2 separate regions of the Pan troglodytes genome follow, and region 2 is linked to region 1. A link is a contact called in public capture Hi-C data. All regions are on one chromosome and are shown on one strand. The core of a region is the stretch at or near the end of the contact, and the rest is flanking DNA. Distances in the headings are between cores, read along the strand shown.

Region 1 (3,895 bases), core at 39-2,538:
TTTCTGTTTCCAGTGCTGCTGTTTAAACCAAACCCTCCCATTCCTGCCTATAGCGTGGCAAGGGGCTCCACTTATCTTCCTCTGTCCAGTCCTGAAACTCATATTCCATCCACACCATGGCCAAGCTCATCTAGCCAGTACACCATAGGCTCAAGTTCTTCACCTGTTTAAAGCTGTCAAAGACCCTCACAAGCCTTAGCAGACCTTTCCTGAGAGCACGCTGTCCCTGGCAGGACCCTCATCTCTGGAGGCTGCGCCCACCCCACCTGGTCGCTGCAGCTCCCTCAGGTCACGTTGCCATGTGGCTGCAGCCCCGGAAGGGACTTTCTCTCCCTCCTTGCCTGAATGGGCCCTGTTTACTTCACCCCTCAGCTTGAGCAGAGCCCTATCCCCACAGGTGCATGTTATCTCCTCCTTTGTGTCGCTGCAGTCCCAGAGCATGTTTCTGCCAGGACTGTTGTCACAAGTCCTTGCAATTGCCTCTGCTTGCTTGCCTTCCCCTAGAGACCATAAACTCCACGAGGCCCGCACTGTGCCATGTGACCCACAGGTATCTGCACAGAGTGCCTAGAACAGCACCTGCTAGTAGCTCCAGAAACACTTAGTGAATGAACAGAAGCCACTACTAGCATAGCACTGGAGCGGGGTGGTGCTCATCAATGGCCAGCTGGACTGACTGGTGTTTGCATGTTTAATTGTGTGTGTGTGTGTAAGAGAAAGAGAGAAAGAGAGAGAGGGGGAGGGAGGGAGAGAAAAACAGAGAGAACAGGACTATTTCTGGGGCTCACAGCAGGTCCTCACTTCTCTCCCTTTTAGTTAATTATTATCTAAATGAAGACCCGCAGGGCACATGGCATTTTGCTTGAAGCCTGAGGGAGGTTACCTACAAAGTGAAATATTCATAAAGTATACAGATGTCATACACTACAAATTCATGCCTGAAGGTGAGAAGAATATTTGAGAAAGAGACACCTGAGAAAGCAAAGGACTGCTAATGAGAGACCTGTGATCAGGAGCCCTGGATTCCAGACAGACCTTAACTAGTCACCCTCCTGGGACAAGGAGGGGCAGAGGAAACAGAGATGCCCCGGAAGGTCCCTTTGAGCTCTGAAGCTGTTGACGTTGAGACTGGAATGTGGGTGCAGTACTTTGCGAGTGTGGCAGATATGGGGAAGTGCTGCTCAAGGCCATGGAACTGGCTGCCCAGCTGAGGGGTGTCCCCTCAGCAGTCAGCCCCTTCAGGGTTTGTCTCAACTGCAGCTCACATCTGGTGACCGAGCTGGGTGGAGGTTCAGAGGTCCAGCCTCCTCAGCTTGACAGGAGACAATGCTGATGGGCAGTGGTCACTCCAGAGCCCCCGCTGGCTGGCTGAGGCTTATTCAGGTCAACTTCACAGTTGAGCTTCTCCCTCTTCACAATGATTTCTCTGCCCTTGTTTCTGGCAGCATTGGTCCCTGATTGTATATTATGTTATGCCCCACTCCATCTCAGCATCTGGTGTAGACAACTGAACCTCTGAAGGTGCTAACCTACGATAGTACTAAGATATGGCCTGAAATGCGGCTTTGTAGCTGGATCACTTTCTGATTGGCCAGAGGACTCCTTCATCAGACGTAGGTGAGCAATAGGAAGCTTCTAGCACAAAGTGGGGGTCCAGTACTTAAAACTCACTGGTGGTGTACTGGCACAAGGAAAGGCACTAATGGGCATGATATATCAGGCATTTGAAAAATATGGAGAAAATAGTATAAGGAAAACGAGGGTTATTGACGCACTACAGAGTGAAACTAACCAGTGGTGAGTAACAAGCAATTGAAAGTCTGGTGTGAAAGCCAGAGGGTGTCTTTGGTTGCAGTCAAAGAAACTCGAACACTCAGGTGGGCTGAGAAAGCTGCGCACTAAGCCTAGGACATATCAAGCAAAGTCACTGAGCTTCAGTTGCCTGGTTAACCACCCAACAAAGGTGGTTATGCAATAGACAAGGTCTTGATAGTAACACTTGGGATCCAGGCTGACTGGTCAGGGGCCTGAAGTGACAGAGATTGAAAGACTGGGGACTAGGAGGTCTAGGGTAGCGGCATGTGGATGGGCATGTTCAAGGCGCCATGTTGAAGATCTTCATGTCATTCCTTAATGACCACCAGATATCATCCTCCAGGGAAAGGACACTCAAAAACCGTCAAAACAAAAGAAGCCAGGGAGTTGACATTAGCCATTAGCGTCTGAATGACATGGCCATGGTGGCAGAGGTGGAGGTCCTGCCTGGGTCCAACAACATGGGCTCGCACTCACCAGGACTGATTCCTGCTACTGCTATGTTCAACCTGCCAGCAACAGAGACTAATGCGGAGACTCCAAAATGGCATGATACCTCAAGGAGACCAAATGGACACTTGAAGGCAAGTTGGCTACATTAGGCCCTTTCCTTCCTGACAGAGCCCAGGTTTTATTTCCAGAGAAGTAGACACACGTTTTAGACATGGGTTTGCCTTTCTGACTCTCAGGTCTCAGCCAGCAGTGCTATTACAGAGCATATGGAGGGTTTAATTTGCTAATTCTGAATCCCACATATCATTGTGCCAGAGCAGGGAGCCCAGTTTAAAGTAATGGAGGCATGGGAGTGGTGCCATGACCATGGGATCCATCAGACGCAGCTCATGCCACACTACCCAGGTTCTGCTGAACTCATAGAGCACTGGGGCTTGCTAACAGCGTCAATAGATTACGAGTTTGAGGGCAATATCATGCAAGGATGGGGTGCTGTCCTCAAAGATGCAGTACACTCACTGAACTGAAAACCTTTACATGGAATTTATCCTCAATAGAAGACAAACACATGAGTCCAGGAACCAAGGGGTCGAAGCAGGAATGATCCCACTAGGACATCCCTAATGGCCCTCTGGGGAATACTGCACAACTCTGGGCCCTGCAGAGTTAGAGCTCCTGGTCCCTCTAAAGGTTACACTCACCAGGGAACACAGCCAGATTTCCACTGAAGTATAAGCCATGGCTGTTGGCATTTTGGGAATGTTGTGTTTTTGGATCAATGGACAAGAAGAGGAGTCACAGCTTGGCATCATCAGGAGTGGGTAGAGCTGTCTAACCCAATGGGGCCAGGGAACAATGCCAGTGGGCGTTTCTTGGTACTGCCTTGTCTAACTGTGACTGTAAATGGACAGGCCCAGCACCCCAGCCCCAGGAATGACATGGTGAGCAGAGGCCCAGGCCCCTCCTCTTGGATTAGAGTCAGTTTGCTAGATAAGCCATTGTGGCCAGCAGAGAGGTGCTAGCTGAGGGTAAGGGTGACCTAGACGTGGTTGTGAAGGGTGGAGACGAACAGCATCAATTACAGCTCCAGGACTAACAGGCTGTGGCTTGTCCCAGCAGCTTCCCTGTCCTAAGTTTCCCCTCTGGAACGACGACCCACCAAAATTCTGGAGGAGTTACTCCCCGAACGTACGTGGAGAAATGGATCCAAGTGGCAAAGGGGTAGACTGTGGAAGACTTGGGGGTGTGTCACTCGGATCCCCTCAGGGATCCTGCCCAGATGTGGTGCAGGCATCTTCCCATTCTCAGGTCCTCAGCATCTACCTCTGTAGAAGGAATGGCCTCATCTGAGGTGACGTCGTCCTTTTGGAGGCAGCCTATGTTTGGTGGCTGGGCAAAGTGGGCATATAAGTGCCTTATATTGGCCATTGTGCCCAACATGAGGAAACTTTGTCAGACACTACTCGCTGAGAGTTCCCTGCCACATGGCACCTCCTCTTCCCTCTGCCCAGGCCTGCCTGCTCCCCTTTCTCTCCTAGTTGTTGATTCCTAATGGACACCTTGCATACCGTGCTCTCCTCACAGTCTGCATCCACACAACTCAACCTACAGCACTGTCCACTAGCAA
Region 2 (3,643 bases), core at 828-3,327, 440 kb after region 1:
AGAGAGAGTCCTTGCTGCTTGAACCAGGACGTGGGACCTCACTGGACATGGAATCTGTTGGCACCTTAATCATGGACCTCTAGGCTTCAGAACTAGGAGAAATCAGTTTCTGTTGTTGAAGACACACAGGTTATGGCATTTGGTTAGAGCAGCCAAAACTGACCAAGACCTGGAGATCTGGGAAAAAAGGGAGAAGAGACCAGAAAATGAGGCTGAGGGGAGGCAGGAGCTGGGAGCGGGGGAAAGTGCTATCACAGAGGCAAGTTGACGAGGGGTGCAAGAGAGTGAGGAGTCGGGGCCCGTGCTGCTGCATTCCCCGGCGTCTCTGGCATCCTGACCCACACCCCAGGCTGACGTGGATGCATATCGCTCATCGCCTGCTCACACATGTCAGGCATTTGCTTGTTGTTGAAGTCATCGTCTGTAACTAAAACGTAGCCTCCAAAAGGCAAGGACTTTTGCCTCCCTTGTTTATTTATAGATGTATCCTTGGCACCCAGGACCAGCCCGGCACATCAGAGCTGTGTAACACAGCATCTGATCGAATGCTTTTGTTGCCTGAGTGCAGGGTGGAGGACGAGAGACCTGAGATCAACCTTGGCTTTGGCAGGGCAGAAGTCATCATATCCATGGTGAGATGTGATTCCCTCTGGCTGATGGAGATCAAATCCTCACTGGATTCTGTTCAGGAGACAAGGGGAGATAAGGAAGTACAGACAGAGGAAACAGACAACTTTCTCAGGGAGGTTTATGGGTCAGAGAGGAGAGGGACTGCAGTCAGGGTCAGGGAGGCCTTGGTTGTTGCCTCTTTGTTTCCAGATGAGAGGAAATAAAGACATTTGTGTGCAGAGTGTGCATGCCCACAGGAACTCTCCAGTAAGGGGAGCCATTGATGATGAGGGTACAAAGGAATGACAGCTGATGTCCTGTGCCTGGGGGAAGGTGTGGAGGACTATGCAATCCTGTGCACATGTAAGGGGCTGTCTGCAGGTAGACCAGCTTCACTCAGCAGAAATAAGAGGAGAGGTTAGAGCAGGAACATGCAGGGTAGATCTGGGGAGGATAAGGTTGAGTGTTGCAGTTTCCATCTGATTGTTTCTGGCTCCGCAGTAATGTAAGAAGTGAGGTCCTCACTGAGGAGGGTCAGAGACAGCAGAAGATGGAGGAAAGGAGAGCAGGTGCACCAGGAAAACGGACTGGGATCATTGGGTCGTGTCAAGTCCACTTCATATTTGAGGTTACAATTATTTTTTTTTTTTTTGAGACAAGGTCTTACTCTGTTGCTCAGGCTGGAGTGCAGTGGCACAGTCATGGCTCACTGCAGCCTTAACCTCCCAGACTCAAGCAATTTTCCCACCTCAGCCTCCCAAATAGCGGGGACCACAGGCACACGCCACTATCCCTGGCTAATTGTTTCTCTTTTTTTTGTAGAGAGAGTCTTACTGTGTTGCTCAGGCTGGGCTCAAGTGATCTTCCTTCCTTGGCCTCCTAAAGTGTTAGGACTAGAGGTGTGAGCCACCACGCCCCACTGAGGTTATACATTTTAACTTAAGCTAAGTGGCAGGGTTGTGCGTGTTTCTCTAATCCATTTGGCTGCTCTATTAGAGGTGAAGTTAACTGGGGTAGGAATTAACTCAGATGCCGTCACCAACCCCTACACTGACTACCTTTGTTAGGGTCGTTAGTGCTTTAAGGCCAGGCAGGTCAGAGCATGAAGTCTAAAGACATGGCCTTATAAGAATTGGATTCCAGAAAAGGTGCTGGTCCAGCTGTCTTTGACCCACACTTCTGAGGACTGCTCATCCAGGGCTACCTGGCCCCACCAGCTTCCTCCAGGCCCTTGCTTCTGGACACTGTGGCTTGTCCCTCCACATCCCCCTGCCAGCCCCCTTTGAGCCCCACCAGCCACCTCTGTCCTCACCCTTCCTATCTCTGTCTCGCACAGCGCATGCCTGAATTCAGCCTGTTTGGGTTGCCTGTTCCCACTCTGACTTGCGAATGCAGACCCCTTGGGCTCACGTTCCGGAGAAAACAAACACCTCTCCTCTGCTGGCATGGGGATACCCTCAAATTTGGTGGCTCTCGGCTGCCCCCACCTGCCATAAATCAGATAGGACCCCAGCTACCCAGCTCAGCCCTGGTAAACCCCTTGGGGCTTGGCAGGAATGGCTTTCCCGGATCGAATTTCTTGGCAGAGAATTGGAAGGGATTTAAAATAACTGAGCACACCATACCACCCGTTTCCAGCTCCAAATAGAATTTGGAGTCCATTTCACACAGCGCTGGGGTTCTCTCACCCACAGATGGTGTTACCAAAATTGTGTGTGCTGCTGCTCTGTTTGTCTCTAGGCTTGTCTACCTCGACCTGCACTGCTGGCCTTTCCAAACTCTTCCTGGCCTGCGTGCTCCATGGCCATCTGGGTGTCAGCGTGCCCTCACATGTCTGTCAGCTGCCAGACTCCCTGGATCTCTGTCTGTTGATTGATCTGTAAATTTCCCGCACTGTGCATCCATCAGCCGTCCACCCCCTCCACTCCTCCTGTATGCACATATGCCTGCCTGCACCCCGCTCCAGCCTGGAGGAAGCTTTCTCTCCTCTTTTGGCAATTGGCGGTCATGTCTCAGAATCCACAATCTGTTGATTCTTTTCAGAATCAACACACCCTCTCCTCTGCACTATCTGACCTGCCTGGACAACAGGCAGAGGCTGTTGACATGAGTTGAGGGTGCTGCTCTATACCGCTGTGGGGTATACTGCAGGGGAAAGAGGTATGGTCTCAGAGTCATGAAACCTACCTTCTACTTGACCATTGGGAAGTCACGAATCTCTCTGAGTCATTCTCCTCATCTAAGAAATAGGGGTAACATTACCTGTCCCACAGGAGTGGTTTGAGGATTTGATGATGTCTCTGTGAAGCTCAGCTCACAGCACAAAGTAGGGATTTGAAAATGCTCTTTAATCTGTGGTCTATGGTAACTATCAAATAAGTAATGCTAACAACGATCATTTATTGAATAATTATTCTTAGTGTGTTAAGGACTTTATATATTTCATTGTGCTTAATTTTTATAAGACTTAATGACTTTGATCATCAAAGTATGGTTCCCCAAACAGCAGCCTCAGCATTACCTGGGAATAGTTACAAATGCTGAATCTCAGTCTCCGTCACCAAGCCTTTTCCATCAGAATTGGCATTTTAACAAGATTTCCAAGATGTTGAAAGTGACATCCTGCGATTATTTACCCCCTTTTCACAGGTGAGGAAACTGAGACCTAAACTGGGTGCATAATTTGTCCTGGATCACACAGCAGGCAGCTGGCAAATCTAGGTTCTGAAACTGGCTTCCCAGATATCAGTCCTTCACCACCATGGCAGAGTGTGTTAATCAGTGTTCACACTCATGCACATGGTCACACCCACGGAAGGGACACGGTGGCCACTCAGCAGGTTCAGAGCCCATGATCCGAAATGCCCAGGGTGCAGAAGACTGAACCCAGTTGAGAACTATCTTCTCCTTCCCCAGAAGGAAGTGCAGCAGCAGGAACATGAGAATGCAGGCTTCTATTTAACTAGCTGTGTGATCCCGCACAAGTTACTTCACCTCTCTGGGCCTCTATTTCTTAGATTTACAAAGTGGGATG

What was found. Capture Hi-C pulls out chosen DNA fragments and counts their contacts.
Region 2: a contact with region 1 is called in a capture Hi-C map of stem cell-derived neural stem cells, with 4 times the contacts expected there. The contact joins two enhancer-like sites. A contact is called at or near these places in 3 of 7 Hi-C or Micro-C datasets (induced pluripotent stem cells and stem cell-derived neural progenitor cells) and 1 of 1 other capture datasets (stem cell-derived neural stem cells).

Annotation. Positions count from the first base shown.
Region 1 is chr9:132,998,158-133,002,052 of NHGRI_mPanTro3-v2.0_pri, forward strand. No RefSeq gene overlaps it. Among named protein-coding and RNA genes, the nearest start is that of SNX19, 150 kb to the left of the region's middle. Within about 2 kb of position 1,289, at least 2 of the 24 cell types and tissues checked have an H3K27ac peak or open chromatin away from gene starts, as enhancers often do. A contact at or near this core is called in stem cell-derived neural stem cells, where this site is marked.
Region 2 is chr9:133,433,379-133,437,021 of NHGRI_mPanTro3-v2.0_pri, forward strand. All of the region lies in intron 1 of NTM (neurotrimin), which reads left to right. Among named protein-coding and RNA genes, the nearest start is that of NTM, 130 kb to the left of the region's middle. Within about 2 kb of position 2,078, at least 15 of the 24 cell types and tissues checked have an H3K27ac peak or open chromatin away from gene starts, as enhancers often do. A contact at or near this core is called in stem cell-derived neural stem cells, where this site is marked.